5 separate regions of the Mus musculus genome follow, and all the other regions are linked to region 4. A link is a contact called in public capture Hi-C and promoter capture Hi-C data. All regions are on one chromosome and are shown on one strand. The core of a region is the stretch at or near the end of the contact, and the rest is flanking DNA. Distances in the headings are between cores, read along the strand shown. Region 1 holds the start of Nhlh2 (nescient helix loop helix 2). Region 2 holds the start of Cd2 (CD2 antigen). Region 3 holds the start of Ppm1j (protein phosphatase 1J). Region 4 holds the start of Csde1 (cold shock domain containing E1, RNA binding). Region 5 holds the start of Atp1a1 (ATPase, Na+/K+ transporting, alpha 1 polypeptide).

Evidence for each region. Promoter capture Hi-C pulls out the DNA fragments that hold promoters and counts their contacts. Capture Hi-C pulls out chosen DNA fragments and counts their contacts.
Region 1: a capture Hi-C map of embryonic stem cells shows a contact between it and region 4, with 2.4 times the contacts expected there. The contact joins the promoter of Nhlh2 here to the promoter of Csde1 in region 4. A contact is called at or near these places in 1 of 39 promoter capture datasets (hippocampal neurons), 2 of 115 datasets of contacts at active chromatin or transcription factors (embryonic forebrain and embryonic stem cells) and 1 of 9 other capture datasets (embryonic stem cells).
Region 2: a contact with region 4 is called in a promoter capture Hi-C map of pre-B cells, with 3 times the contacts expected there. The contact joins the promoter of Cd2 here to the promoter of Csde1 in region 4. A contact is called at or near these places in 1 of 39 promoter capture datasets (pre-B cells) and 1 of 484 Hi-C or Micro-C datasets (B cells).
Region 3: a contact with region 4 is called in a promoter capture Hi-C map of pre-B cells. The contact joins the promoter of Ppm1j here to the promoter of Csde1 in region 4. A contact is called at or near these places in 2 of 39 promoter capture datasets (liver and pre-B cells).
Region 5: a promoter capture Hi-C map of pre-B cells shows a contact between it and region 4, with 3 times the contacts expected there. The contact joins the promoter of Atp1a1 here to the promoter of Csde1 in region 4. A contact is called at or near these places in 6 of 39 promoter capture datasets (the HPC-7 cell line, cranial neural crest, embryonic stem cells and 3 more) and 2 of 484 Hi-C or Micro-C datasets (B cells and bone marrow-derived macrophages).

Annotation. Positions count from the first base shown.
Region 1 is chr3:102,008,761-102,011,460 of GRCm38.p6, reverse strand. It overlaps Nhlh2 (nescient helix loop helix 2), which reads right to left and starts at 1,316. Exons shown (of 3, transcript NM_178777.3): 1 at 1,136-1,316; 2 at 402-726.
Region 2 is chr3:101,286,586-101,289,285 of GRCm38.p6, reverse strand. It overlaps Cd2 (CD2 antigen), which reads left to right and starts at 1,347. Exons shown (of 5, transcript NM_013486.2): 1 at 1,347-1,461; 2 at 1,571-1,879. The coding sequence starts at 1,407.
Region 3 is chr3:104,779,626-104,782,325 of GRCm38.p6, reverse strand. It overlaps Ppm1j (protein phosphatase 1J), which reads right to left and starts at 1,270. Exons shown (of 10, transcript NM_027982.2): 1 at 917-1,270. The coding sequence starts at 1,239.
Region 4 is chr3:103,019,192-103,021,891 of GRCm38.p6, reverse strand. It overlaps Csde1 (cold shock domain containing E1, RNA binding), which reads right to left and starts at 1,346. Exons shown (of 19, transcript NM_001161854.2): 1 at 1,223-1,346.
Region 5 is chr3:101,603,269-101,605,968 of GRCm38.p6, reverse strand. Atp1a1 (ATPase, Na+/K+ transporting, alpha 1 polypeptide) reads left to right here and starts at 1,262. Exons shown (of 23, transcript NM_144900.2): 1 at 1,262-1,566. The coding sequence starts at 1,555.

The sequences.
Region 1 (2,700 bases), core at 67-2,566, 1.0 Mb after region 4:
AATTTGCCCAGGAGAGACCTGAGCTCAGAAACAGCTTTCCGTGCAAGGAAAACGGATCCTCAGAATAACAATAAATGAACCAAACGAACTGCATGCTGCTCCCCCCGCCCCCCAGGCTTTTCTCTACGTTTATAAGTGAAACAACTCACACCTACGCAGTTGGCGTGAAGAGGTAGAAATACACAGGGAGAAAAATCATAGCAAACCACGACATAGTTACAGATCGGACAAAAAGTTCCCGGGCTGTCCCCCCACGCGTTTAAATCCTCCAGATATTTAAATAGTCATAAATGGTATTTCTCGTGGGCATTTAAGTCTATGACCATGTGTGAGGAATACATCTATAAAATACAATATGACTCAACTTAATCTAAAGAAAAAGAGACGTGAAGATGTCTTACCTTGCAAGAGCCCTGTCGATAATCTTTTCGTCAATCTTTTAGAGTTAAAATTCCAGGAAACAAGGAGGAGAGATCCTGGCAAATATTAAAAGCAGCCAATATTTATTACATTCGCAGATGAAAAAGCAGCTGTCATCTCGCCGACCACCACAACGAGCGGCGGTGTCTTAGCGGGTGTATGGTTGTTCACTTAGTTGATGGATTGAAAACGCCCGTTTGTTTGTTTGTTGGTTTGTTTTTAACTGTTCTTAAACATTTCAGGAAAATTCGTTGTTGATCTTTATAAGTCGAAGTGTTGAAACCTCACGCCTCCCCACTCAAAGGGCTGTATAAATAACAAAAGAGATGCTGAGATAAAAACAATCACATCAAAGGGACGATTCCTCCACTTTCTAATAGCAGAATAATCAATAAGAAAGATGGTTAAGATAAAATTCCATTCCTTGAGGACTCCTTCCCTTCCCTTAATCGGGCTGGGGCGAAACTGGGAAGTGCGGTCAGGGATGGAAGGGGCTCAGAAGTGATTTTTCTCTTCTTCTTCAAGATAATGCTTTGTTCAGCCGGTGTCTCCCCAGTTCCCAGGAACAACAATACAGTAACTAGGGCTTAAGGTTGCCTCTGTCTTGTCCCTCATCTACTTCTGTGTTGTATAAGCAGACGCCAATTTTGCAGTTTCAAAGTCTTTCAAGGTTTGGTTACACCCCCTACCCTACCCCACTCCCTCCCCTCTTTACCTTGTGGTGAAATGTATATAGTCAGTAGCTTGGAGATGCTGGAGAGAGATTGGAGAGAAGTGGACGTCTTCTGGAGTAACAGTGACAGGGAAGCAGAGAAAGGGGAGCTTGGGAGAGCCAGAGAGGAGAGGCAGCTGCCTGTGTGGCTTCTTGGCTCTTCTGGTACCAATTGATTTAGCCTGGAGATGGTGGAAGAGATAAAGGCTTAAGAAGGGGGATGGAATTTTTTCCCCCTAAATTGATATTTAATGGGAAATCCTATTGGACAGAAACCTGGACACGAGTCACTTAATTGGACTTGACATCTGTCACAGTGTGGGAGTTTTCACAGCCCAAATATTTTAGCAGATCAGATTCCCACTGAATCTGTGCCATAAAATATAGCAGTTGAAAGCAGCCCATGATAGAAGCCATAGCATCTACAGCGTCTGGCCACACAGGCGGTTCCTTGTTTTCAGATTATTGATGCAATATTTAAGTGCAAGTAGACACTATATGAACATGGAAAATTCCTCTGGCATTTTGTGAGCCAGCATTTTTTTAAATCAATAGTTAGAAAAATAGTTGTGCTGGGCACATGAAAGCATATTCTGTCTATGACACTGTAATTAAGGTGAACGATCCAGACAGGCAATGCTAACATTTATGTAAAGTGAAGTGTCTTTTAGAGGATGCTTTAATCATGATTATTTAAGCATATGGATGTTTTGGAGAAAGGTTCTACTATGAGACCAGCTTATTAATAGATGATATTTTAAAGGACGTTTGACACATTAGTTTAAATCATTGGTGGAATTAGGAGCAGAATCCAAGTAGTTAGAGACCACTAGATAATTCTACTTTTTGAGTTATGTTTGGTTTTCTTTTTCTTTACCCATTTACTCATGTTCATTATTCGCTGTAAAATATGACACACAGTATGTGCAAAGACAGTACTTTATTCTTGCCCATCCTAACACGTGAGTGAATATATTTAGCTGGGTGGCAATGTAATTGTGCTAAAATGTAAATATTAAGTATTCTAGCATGCAATGCCTTTGCCTAAGATGACCTCCAGTCCCAAATTTATGTGTTTTACAAAATTAAGGGAAATTTACTGTTAGTCACTATCAATTATATATTATTTGCTATTATTTACACATTGCCAGTGATACCACTAATTCTGTCTTCTTTCTGTCTATCTTCCTTCCTTTCTTCCTTCCTGTCTTTCTTTCTTTTTGGTATTTTTGACAAGGTCTCACTATGCAGCCCTGGCTGGCCTGACCCTCACCATGGAGACCAGGCTGACCTCAAACTCATAGAGATATGCTTGTTTCTGCTTCTCATGTGTTGGGATTAAAGGCATGTACCATCACACCCAAATACTATTTTTTTTTAGATTGATTAAGCTTAGAGGAAATGAGAGAATAATAGCCAACCTCCTGTCTCCCTGTTCCTAGGTGAGTTTTTGTGGAGAGGAGAACCTTCACTTTCTCTTCATAATCACCTTTGTCCTATAAAGAGGTATTGTCCTCAGGGGAGGGCTGTAGAGCTACCCACCTAGAGAGTGGCCCTCTGGGTTCCTC
Region 2 (2,700 bases), core at 98-2,597, 1.7 Mb after region 4:
AAGGGAAGACAAGAAATGATGCTGACATCTTAGATAGTAACAGTTTGCACACATTGCAAATATCTTGGCTTGACTTCTCACACATTTAATAGCTCTTTGTACATGCATAGATTCTAGATTTTTATGTGGCCTCTAACGTCCATCTTTACTATTTCTGAATTGTGCAATACATATAGGAAGATTTTCCATACTCAAGAATAGGAATTCTTTTATGTTTCCTGTTAAGTCTTATTTCACTTGGATTTTTCCCCCCTTGGAATTAATATTTTAACTCAACTGAAATGCACTGTTGTGGCTGTTGTTAAGCATCTGAAATGGAAAAACCGTGATTTTGAAGACCTTTTCTCACTGAATTCTAAAGAATCAAAAGACTATATGTTCACTGTATCTCTTGCTCACGTGACCTCTCTGTTGTCTTTTTAGGGACATTAGTCCTTGTATCCCTGTTCACTATTTTTTTATAGTCTTAGGACAAGAGAGATATCTTGGTACTTAAGAGCTCAGGCTGCTCTTCCGGAAGACCCAGGTTTTATTCCCAGCACCCACGAGGCAGCTCACAACCATCTGTAACTTAAATTCCAGGAGATCGATGGACTCCTCTGGCCTCTTCAGGCATGGCGTTCATGGGTGTTGCAGTCACTTTTCAATGGCTGTGACAAACCATCATGACCAAGGCAACTTAGAGAAGGAAGAATCTACTGTGCTCTTACAGGTCCATGGCCAGCATGGCCGGGAGTATGGCAGCAGGCATGAAGCATAGCGCTGGAGCAGTAGCTGGGGGGGTTTTACATTCCTATCCACAGCAGGAGACAGACAGATAGACAGAGTGGGGAAGGGGAGAGGGAAGAGAGAGAGAGAGAGAGAGAGAGAGCTAACAGGACCACAAGGGCTTTAAAGATTTCTAAGCCTACCCTCAGTGACGCACCTCCAACAAGGCCACGCCTCCCAATCCTTCCCAAATATACATATCTGAATTCTATTCCTATGACCTTTTGCCGGTGAGTCTACTTGGTCCTGTTGAAGGCAGCACAGCTGAGTGGCCAGCTATGTTTAAGCCCTTGTTTACAAAAGGGTAGCTATGGCAACTGACCTCCCAGTTCCTCTTCTTCCTCTGGTGGGGTGCTAAAACCCAACACCCTAAGCTGTTTTTGTAAAGATTAAAATGTGACACAGACACCTATTTCGGTTAAGGAGGGCAGCAAATGCATGAGTCGTTTTGATAGGGTCTCTGTCTCTCTCTCTCTCCTTCCCCATCTCTACCTCTCCCTCTCCCCCTCCCCCTCCCCTACTGTGAACAGCAGGCATGAAAGACACGTGGTTCAGGTTGCTGGGTGTGGCTTCTGCCAGCCTCACCACAGTCCTGACAGAAAGAACTCAGAGTCACCCCTGGGAAAAGAACTCTAAAGATGAAATGTAAATTCCTGGGTAGCTTCTTTCTGCTCTTCAGCCTTTCCGGCAAAGGTAAGCATTCGCGTGGAGCTCTTCCGGAGACCTTGGAGTGGACATTAGAGGCGAAGAGGGAGATCCTCCGTAGTCCCGAGACCTCAGAAACCATCTTACTTTTTTACAGGGGCGGACTGCAGAGACAATGAGACCATCTGGGGTGTCTTGGGTCATGGCATCACCCTGAACATCCCCAACTTTCAAATGACTGATGATATTGATGAGGTGCGATGGGTAAGGAGGGGCACCCTGGTCGCAGAGTTTAAAAGGAAGAAGCCACCTTTTTTGATATCAGAAACGTATGAGGTCTTAGCAAACGGATCCCTGAAGATAAAGAAGCCGATGATGAGAAACGACAGTGGCACCTATAATGTAATGGTGTATGGCACAAATGGGATGACTAGGCTGGAGAAGGACCTGGACGTGAGGATTCTGGGTAAGTCTCCATTCCCTAAAGGTTTTCATTTTAGGACGGCTGCTATGTAGAAAGTTGGGGAGCAGCCTTTCTGTAGCATCCCCATCCAATGTTACCTGTGTGGCCCACAATGAAGACTCCAGTGGGTGAGGGTGGCTCTAAAGCCTGTCTGCCTTTCATTCTCTCTTTGGGTGGCTGTGGGGTTGTACAAAGACTCCCAGGTGACAGACAGGCATTAATCAGAAAGAAGACAGGTTAGCAGAGAAAAGACATGGACATCCTTGGTGGCCGATGAAGCTGTAGCTAGACAGGATGTCAGAGGGTGCCTAGGAGCAGTGAGCCTCTTGTCTGGAGAGCTATGTTTAAGCCAGGGTATGATGAGAGGGCATGATACTGAAGAGCAACAGGAGAAGACCAACCAGGAGTCCTCTCCTGTCATCCAAGCGAAGCCAAGCAGGTGGTCTTAGTCTTGGTGAGAACCAGCAAGTGAGCTGTAAGAAGTGACTCATGCCCAGGCTCCTGGCAGCATGGAGTATGTGTGCCAGTGGGATCTATAGCGTTCCAAGAGCTTCTAGTGAGAAGAGTTGTCATTGATAGTCATTGGCCTGGAGTAAAGGGTGCCAGGGAGATGAGGAAGGGTGCAAACATGCCGGGTGTGGGGGTGAGGAGGAAGTGAAGAAGCTTGGGTGGGTGAGAAAGAAGAAAACGAAGCCTGGGATGCTGTCGAAGCTGAAAGTCCAGGGACAAACTGGCAGCTCACACCAATGGGTGAGAGGAGAAAGCCTGCCCTTGGCTTGCGGAGAAAGCTGAGAATGCCTTGTGCAGAATAGATCAGCCATTCA
Region 3 (2,700 bases), core at 21-2,520, 1.8 Mb before region 4:
TGGTGCTGGGGGTGGGGGTGGGAGTGGCCAAACAGGAACAGTAAATTTTACTCCCCTGCTGGTCAAAATACTACACCCCACCTCCAGTCTCAACCAGCTCAGACAGTGATTCATGGCACCTTCACCTTCATGCACACATTAACCCTCATCCTAAAACGACCCAGTGAAAGTTCCGGTTTTTCTTAAGAGTGGGTAAGCGCTCCGGCCCAAATAGGGTATGTAGACCCACCTGGACTGGGCAGGAATCTCTTAGCTACAAACCCCTTCCAACGGAGAAGCTAATGAGGAGGTGCGGGGCTACCCACCACCTCCTTCCACGACCTCAGTGCCCCCATTCCCCTGGTGGCTTGGCTTGGCTTTCCCCGAAGATGATTTTAAAATATACAGGTTCTGAGAGTACGCTGATCTCTACCGGCACCTATCTGTCTACACACCCATAACCAAAGGGAACCGTCGTGCTCTGCGGGCGGACCCCTCCCCCGCCCGGGAAGCCAGAGGCCTTCTGGTGTCGCGGGCTATTTCTGGGTGTGGAGGGGGAGGGGACCGGTAAGAAGGACAGGGAACTGGGGAGCTGGGGCCAGGAAGCGGATGAGCGAGTCTTTCCACCCGCGATCTCCCTGGCAAAAGGAACTAGTCCTTCTCAAACCTCCCCTCCCCTAGCCTGTGAACCGCGGGCCGCGACTTGGAACCCGCCAACTCATCCTCGGCGGTGCTCCCTGCGCCCTCCCTGGGTGGGGACTGTCCTGAGTCGACGAGGGGCAGGGTGAACAAGGTCCTGAAGAAGGTCGTGGAATTTGCACCCCGTCCGGGGGATGTCTGGGAGGGGTGCAGGTTCCTGGGATGGTTCCTGAAGCCGGGATGCGTCTCCCGGGAGAATGGGAGTCCCATCCTCGTCTGGGAGCCCCGGGGCGCTCACTCGGCATAGCCTGTGCTCCAGGGCAGGCGGCGGCCGGTGTCTGGGGGGCTTTGCACAGCCCGGCCTGCGTGGTCGTCGGCGCGCCGCAGCCCTCCGGGGCTCAGCTGCAGAAAGGTGGGTCGAGAGAAGCTCACAGTAGTCTCCGCGGTCTTCTGGGGCGCGCCGACCTGGTTCCCAGGCTTCTCCCGGGAACTCTTAGGTGTTTCTTGGGCGGCGGGAGGCGCTGAGGTAGCGTTGGGCAGATCTGGGGACTTGGAGCGCTGGGAAGAAGTGCCACCCGAGCTCACCAGGTGCGCCACGGCTGAGCGCACCCGGTTTAGCATGCTGCCTCCGTGCCCCGCCCTCGACCGTGGGCCCGCCCCCTGAGAGGCCCCGCCCCTAGGGTTCCAGGTGGGCGGTGCCCACTCCTGGTCCTTAACAAACTTCCCCAGGCTCCAGGCTACCCGGGAACTGCTCCACCCGCTCCTCGCCTCCGCATCCCTGCTTTGTCCCGCCTGAGTGTCAAAGGGGAAGGGTCTATTGTGGGAAAGAAGCGGAACGAAGGAAATATTTCAACCATGCTGTAGGTTAGACATCCGCTAGATTTAATCCGCTAGAATTTGCCCATTATGACGAGGGTGGGCGAGGCAGCCTCCTCGCGCTCGGTTGGGGGTGGGCCAGCCAGAATGGAGAATTATAGAGCTGATGACTTCAGAGCGAAACATCCTCTTGGGTGTGAAGGGTTTGGTGTGACAACACTTTGGGTTAGGGCTGCAGAGTCGAGAGCAGAGAGAACTGGTGCTAGTCGCGGTGCTAACCAGGCCAGGCAGCCTGAAGGCACTATTCTTCCTAAAGGTCACCTCCACGTTCGAAAGAACAATTGTCACTTCCATCCCACTTTCTCAGAACCGTACCTCCATATTTAGACGTCTGCTGGCCAGTTAGTAAGGTTAACGACATAGTAAATAAATATGATTATTGAGGGCTTGCTCCACACTGGGCCCTCTATAAGGCACGGTCTAGTTGTTAGATCACTATACAAAACGATGCAAGGTAAGCTACACCCATTTTACAGATGAAGTAGGAGTAGACAGTCTCCTGTTCTTTTATAGACTTGCCTAAGATTCACGCAGTCACTTAGAGATTCATACCCATGTCAGAACCTGCTACAGATACTGGCTTCTCTGGACTAGGAAAAAGGCCCAGAGGGGAGCGGGACTCCTAAATTTCCACCCTGAGGTTGCAAGCAGAAAAGCAATGCTGAGCAAGTTCTCTGGCTACCGCCAGGGGGAGACAAAGGCCAGGCCAAAAGCGTGTGTGGGTCGCAGGAAAGCCCACTACGATTCACACAGAGGGGCTGTTTTTCTCTGTCTTCTCTCTAGGGAAGGATTACTGACCCGATTCAGAAAGAATTCTGTCCTTATACTTGGGCTTAGAGAGTTGATCACTATCCACTCCTTCATCTATCCCCAACACACAGTTTAGCAGAAGTCAAGGCCCTTCCTTGAGGGAACCACGACTCCCTGTTCTTAGCTGAGACTCCACCTCAAGGCACCCAGCTATGTGCATCCTGTTCATATCCTGGGCTAACCTGTGCCGCCTTTCTCGACCACTTCTAAATAAAAATTACACAGTGGTCATTCAAAGTACAAACTTGCTGTAATTAGGTCTGTGTTTGGGGGTAGGGGAAGGGCAGGGCAGAGAAAAATGAAATCACCAGGGTAGAGGTGGGGAGGACTGATAAAATCAGACTCAAAGGCAGCCAGGGGCAAAGAACATGCATACTGCCACTATGAGTGTTTTCT
Region 4 (2,700 bases), core at 97-2,596:
CTCAACTACAATCTTTAAACATCCTTAGTTCCTTTCTGCCCGTCCTCCTCAACTGCTTAAACAGCACTATCTTTTTGCTCATTTTAGTTGCAGAACAAGGAAACTAAGTGGTTTAATAATGTTCAGAATGTTTTCTGCAGTGGAAAGTGTTAAGGAGTACTCCCTGCTCACCTGTGAGTCAGGTTGGAGACCAGCCACAAAGGTGTTTCTAAGGTTAACTCTTTAAAGCAAAAGAACCGGGGCACTAAGATTGGGTATGGTTGAAACGTTCGACGGTCAAATCTTCCAATTTAATTTGCTCTCCGACTGGGGCTCTCACACTAGATAGATACATGACAAAGCCAAGCCATTCATTGCACAATGTAGGCCAGCGCTTGCACCACGGAGGGAGGGCATCACGGAACTCTCCTAACGCATGCCATTTACCCCAGACAGAAAGGTGGGAGACACGTGCCTAGAACGGGGCCCGACTCCTTTTTCAAATGCCAAAGGACAGTTAGGTGTGGAGACCCAGCCACAAGAGAATGTGAGTAAAGGTGTCAATTCCGCCGCGCTAGGGTCAGATGTGGCTGAGGGAACAGAGGTGTCCCGCAGCACTTTCCCTAGATGGAACAGGGTCTCAACCCACACACAAAGAAGGCGCCACTGCCGCACTGCGCTCTGGTAGTCGTAGTAGTATCCCCAAAGCCAGTGACGGCCAAGACAGACAAGGTCCCGAAAAAAAGAACAGGCCCTTCTCCCCGGCCTCTTCCAGCTGCACACAAAGGACCGCGCCACCACCCCCTCACCCCTCCCGCCGGGACTTGTAGTTCCCTTTCCCCCGCCAAGCCGCAGAGGGGGAAGAGGACGGACTACAGCTCCCGGCAGCCTTCGCGCCCGAGCCCCGCACCCTCTGCCTCCATCTTGGCTGCGGTCGGAGTTTCCATTTTCGCTCCCTCCCCCCACTTCAGTCACCGACACCGACACCGACACCGCCGCTACCCGCACCCCCTGGCCTCACCTCCTCACTAAGGCTTCGCGGCCGGCCCTGAGGCCGAGACGGTTGAAGCCAGGGTGAAAAAGGGACGCCTGGAGTAGGAACTCACACTGAACTCTCCTCCATCCGGAATTCTAGGAGTGCCCACTCTGACACTCAGAGGTCCCTCCCGTTAACCTGAGTCTCCTCAGCTGTCTTTAACCTGGCTCGTTGCTACCCCCACTTTAACACTGAGGTCGTACTCACCCCAACAGCTCAGCGCCCCCTCTCCAGCGCCGCCATAAGCAGCACGGCCCGGTACGTAGGAATAAATCTCGCTTCTCTCGCGAGAGTTGCAGGCTCCGAGCGCGTGCACGGGAAGGTGGGGGGAGCGTGCTCTTAGTACGCTTGCGCGCGAGGGCTGAGTGACGCCAGCCGCTGACCTGCGTTTAGCCACACGCAAGCCGGTGACTCTTCTTCTCTACGTTCGCCCCTGGGTAGTGCCAGAAGCAATCTCTGCGTTTAGTGACTCTGCTGCGACGCTGGGGGCGGGGCGAAGGGTGAATTTAGGCGTTCACCCGGTGTTCGCGAGCCCGAAAGCTTTCAGCGACGAGGCTTGAGTAGGAAGGCCTTATGAAGTAGGAACAGTTCTGAGGGCAGATCCGGGAGTGTCGTGAATAAAAAGATTTCACTTTCCTCAGCCATAATCCAGGAGTCCAAATCGCAGTTTCTCTTTAGTCACGGGACAGGCTTTCTCCTGTCTCCTACATTAGAAGGGATTTCATTGCTTTAGAGAAAAGTTTTTAACAAAGTAATTTGTAAAGCTTTTGTCTTCCAGAAACTACATTGCTTGCGACAGACAAAAATAAGCGAGGCTGTATTATCAATAAAATCTAAAATTCCCCAAACCACTTTAACTGTCCGTTTCAGTTACCAGAAGATTTTTGTAGTGTGTCAGTCTGAATAAGTATTTAAAAGGCTGAAAGCAGGCTAAAAGCATAATTCACCTGACTGGAGTAGAGGAGTGGAATGGTTAGATCTAACCATTGCAAAGTTATTTAGGCTGCCCTGTCAATAATCTAGAAAACAATTACTTTACTTTTACTATCTTGTTGGTTTTTTATTTTTGTTTGTTTTTTGAGACAGGGTCTCACATGTAGCACATGCTGCCCTGGAACTCTGGGAAATCTGCCTGCTTCAGCCTAGTGGGATTAAAAGTGTGGACAACCATGCCCAACTTCAGTGGTCCTCTTAACCATTTTGGGTAAAGGGTAGCTCCCTGAGGACACTCCCATCTATTTCCTGCTTCTGTGGGAGAGGAGAACATTCTCATCCTGGTGTACTTTCCTTGCGGGGGAGAGACAGGGACTCACCCAGAACTTGCTGTGTAGATCTAGCTGGCCTAGAACTCATGAGATACCCCCCCCCCTTCTCCTGGCCTGGCATTAAAGGGGCGTGCCACCACAACCTGCCAAGTGTACTTCTTACCCATACTTTCAGTTGGTTATTCAGAGAAACTGCAGACCTCTGTAGACATAGGTAGGGCTTTCAGGGGAACAAATTACATGTAATAAAATAAAATAAGCAACAAATATGAATATTGTCCCCCCACTCTGTGTGTGTGTGTGTGTGTGTGTGTGTGTGTATTGGAGACCCCAGTATTGGAAAAGCCAGAGCCATGAGATACCTGCAAAGCTGAAAGGAGTTAAGATCTGAAGAGCCCTTTGACGTCAGACATGGAGATG
Region 5 (2,700 bases), core at 13-2,512, 1.4 Mb after region 4:
CTCTCTAAGCCCCAAACTGATTTAATCAAGTTCTGTAGATCACTGGAAGAGATAAAGGCTGCCTTCTGCTATAAGCAACAGTTGTATAAGCAACCGTTGTTTCTAAGAAGTACTGAGAATTGCTCTATGGAGGAACTGATAACACAGTGCCTAGATGTTTGGGTGTTTCTCCTTCCCTTACCCTCTGCCCACCCCCACCTATTTTTTGCAAGCTCTACATCCTACAAAGCATTGACACTTGAAGTTGATAGGTCTATATCTAAGAAGTTAGTGTTTTCCTTACTTCTAGGTATTTTCAGAGATGGAAATCGAGTTTCTCTTCTGAATCCTAAGCTTTCCCAGACTGCTTGCTTTCCTGAGATTGGTAAGAACAACAACAAATACTTTGTTGTTTCTGATGTTAAGTTTCAGCCATCACAGCGCCTGCTTAGCCACTGAAACTAGAAGCCCCGCCCTGCAACTCTGCCAGGCCAAGAGTGGGATGCGACTGGCTGGAAGTGAGTCTGATGAGACCCTCAAGGTAACCACGGATGCTGTGGATGCTGTTCTTCAAAATGCTTGAGCCACCTCTTTTACTAAAGATGGGTGTTCTTTTGGGTTTTAGGTTTCTCTGCCATAAAAAGGAGAAACTCTCCAACAAACAGTTTAATCCCCCCTCCTCTTTTGCAAGATTTCATTCATACAGTGCTGTGAATGAATTTCTTACTGACTTTTTTTTTTTATATAGTCATTTGGGGGTCATAAGGGAAGGGAAATGTAAGTGATGCGCGCACGCGCGCGTGTGTATATGTCCTGAAGCATTTCTCTAGTGGTGGAGTGAGAGGACCCCAGGACGAAGGAATCAAAGGGAAAGCACCATCCGCCGCCGCCGAAGGATGCCGGCCTGGATTCTGCAGAGAGGAATCCCTCGGAGTCGTGCAGCTGCTGTCCAACCCCGGCCCCTCGAGACCCCAGAAAAGCTACGCTGAGCAAGTAGACTAGCCCCGACTGCGCCGCACCCACTGTGGACCTTCCGCACCCTACTCCGCAGGCTGCTCACTCAAGTCCCCAGTGTTCTGCAGGCGGGAGCGCTCCGTAGCCCTTGAGAGACCCAGACACCCGCGTCCTGGGCACCGGCGCCCTCCTGCCGGGAGCCCAGGGCAGGCAGTCGCTAGCGCGGTCTGGGCCCGGCTGGGAGGGGTTAGAGGCGGAGGCGGAGCTAGCTGGAGCCGGTGTCAGGTTGCTCCGGTAACGGTGACGTGCACGCGTGGGCGGAGCCATCACGCAGGTTGCATATTTTAGGAAGTGAGGAGGAGGCACGGGCTCGAGCTGCGGCTGGGTCTGGGGCGCGGAGCCTCGGCGGGAGGAGGCGGACACGTGGCAGCGGCGGCAGCAGCGGCGGCAGCAGCGGCGGCCTCGGTCCGGGGCGCCGGCCGTCCTCCCTCTTTCCTCCCGCGGCAGCCCTAGTTCCCGCCTCTCGGCTCCCCCGGCTCCGCTCTCCCGGCCGGGAGCTGCTCTCTTCTCTTTCTAGTCTCCAGCAACAGGACCCGGCGCGGGGCCCGCAGCGCCGCCACCATGGGGAAGGGGGTGAGTGTCTGGCGAGCCCGGGCCCCGGGCGGGGGCGCGGGAGGAAGCGGCTTAGAGACCGGGCTCTCGGCAATGGAGGGGCGGGTGCTGAGCGCGGGCAGCGGCCCGGGAGGAGGAGCACCCGGGGCGGCATCTCTGAGCCGGGCGCCTGCCCTGCCTGAGCCCTCTGGTCGCCTTCACCGCGCGCCTTGCGCTTCCTTTCTCCCTCCTCCCACCGTGCCCAGGGGAAGGAGCGCTCCTCCCCTTCCCCCGGGGAGCTCCGACAGGGCCCCCTCGCGGTGGCGGTCCTCGCCGCGGCCCGGCGCCGGCGAGGGCAGCCTCCGGGTCGAGACTCCCTTCTCCTGGAGGCGCTGGGGCTCGGCCAGCTCCCCGCAGAGGCGACCGCCCTCCCCCAAAGGAAAAAAACTGGCTTCCCCTTAGGCCGAACCAGCCCAGCGAAGCTGGTGCCAGAAAGGGTGTGACTTCACAGCCCAAAGATAGCCTTTAAGGTATACTTTTGAGAGCTTTAAAATGGGCCACTGTCCATAACAGGATGTGCCTTTGGTAACTGGTGTTATCGTCTTAACGACGGGGAGGGGTGTGTTGTTTTATGTCGGAGCACAATTCTTAAATGGGGCCAGGCTGACCCTTCAGGGCCGCAGGGTACTGTCAATCTAACAAAGGACTGGAGACTGGGCAGTTGATGGTGTTAGAAAAGCCATGCGGGTTTCCTGCACTGCTGTCTCACCCGAGAGCGGTTCCCGAAGAGAATGAGGGAATCGGGCACGAACAACACTGAGTTCCCACCTCGGTTACTGCTGTCCACCTCGGAAGAGTTAGTTCTTGACCTCAAAGTAGCAGATTAAAAACTTAAAAAAATAACCCTGAAAATATCAGTTCCTAGCTTGAAAAAGCACCAGTCATGAGAATACAGGTGGGAGAGTCCATTCCACCCTTTTCAGGGCTGACCAAGCAGACAAGCTGTAGACACTGCAGGTCCTAAGGCACCCGGGTATATACTGGATGGAGCCAGAGGGAAGCACATTCTTTGGAGACTTGAAAGAGATGATTATAAGACGTGGGCCAGGAAGAGAGAATAGAGACCCCGATAGTGCCCAGTGTGGGCTGGTCGGCGTATGCAGCATCCTAGCAAAG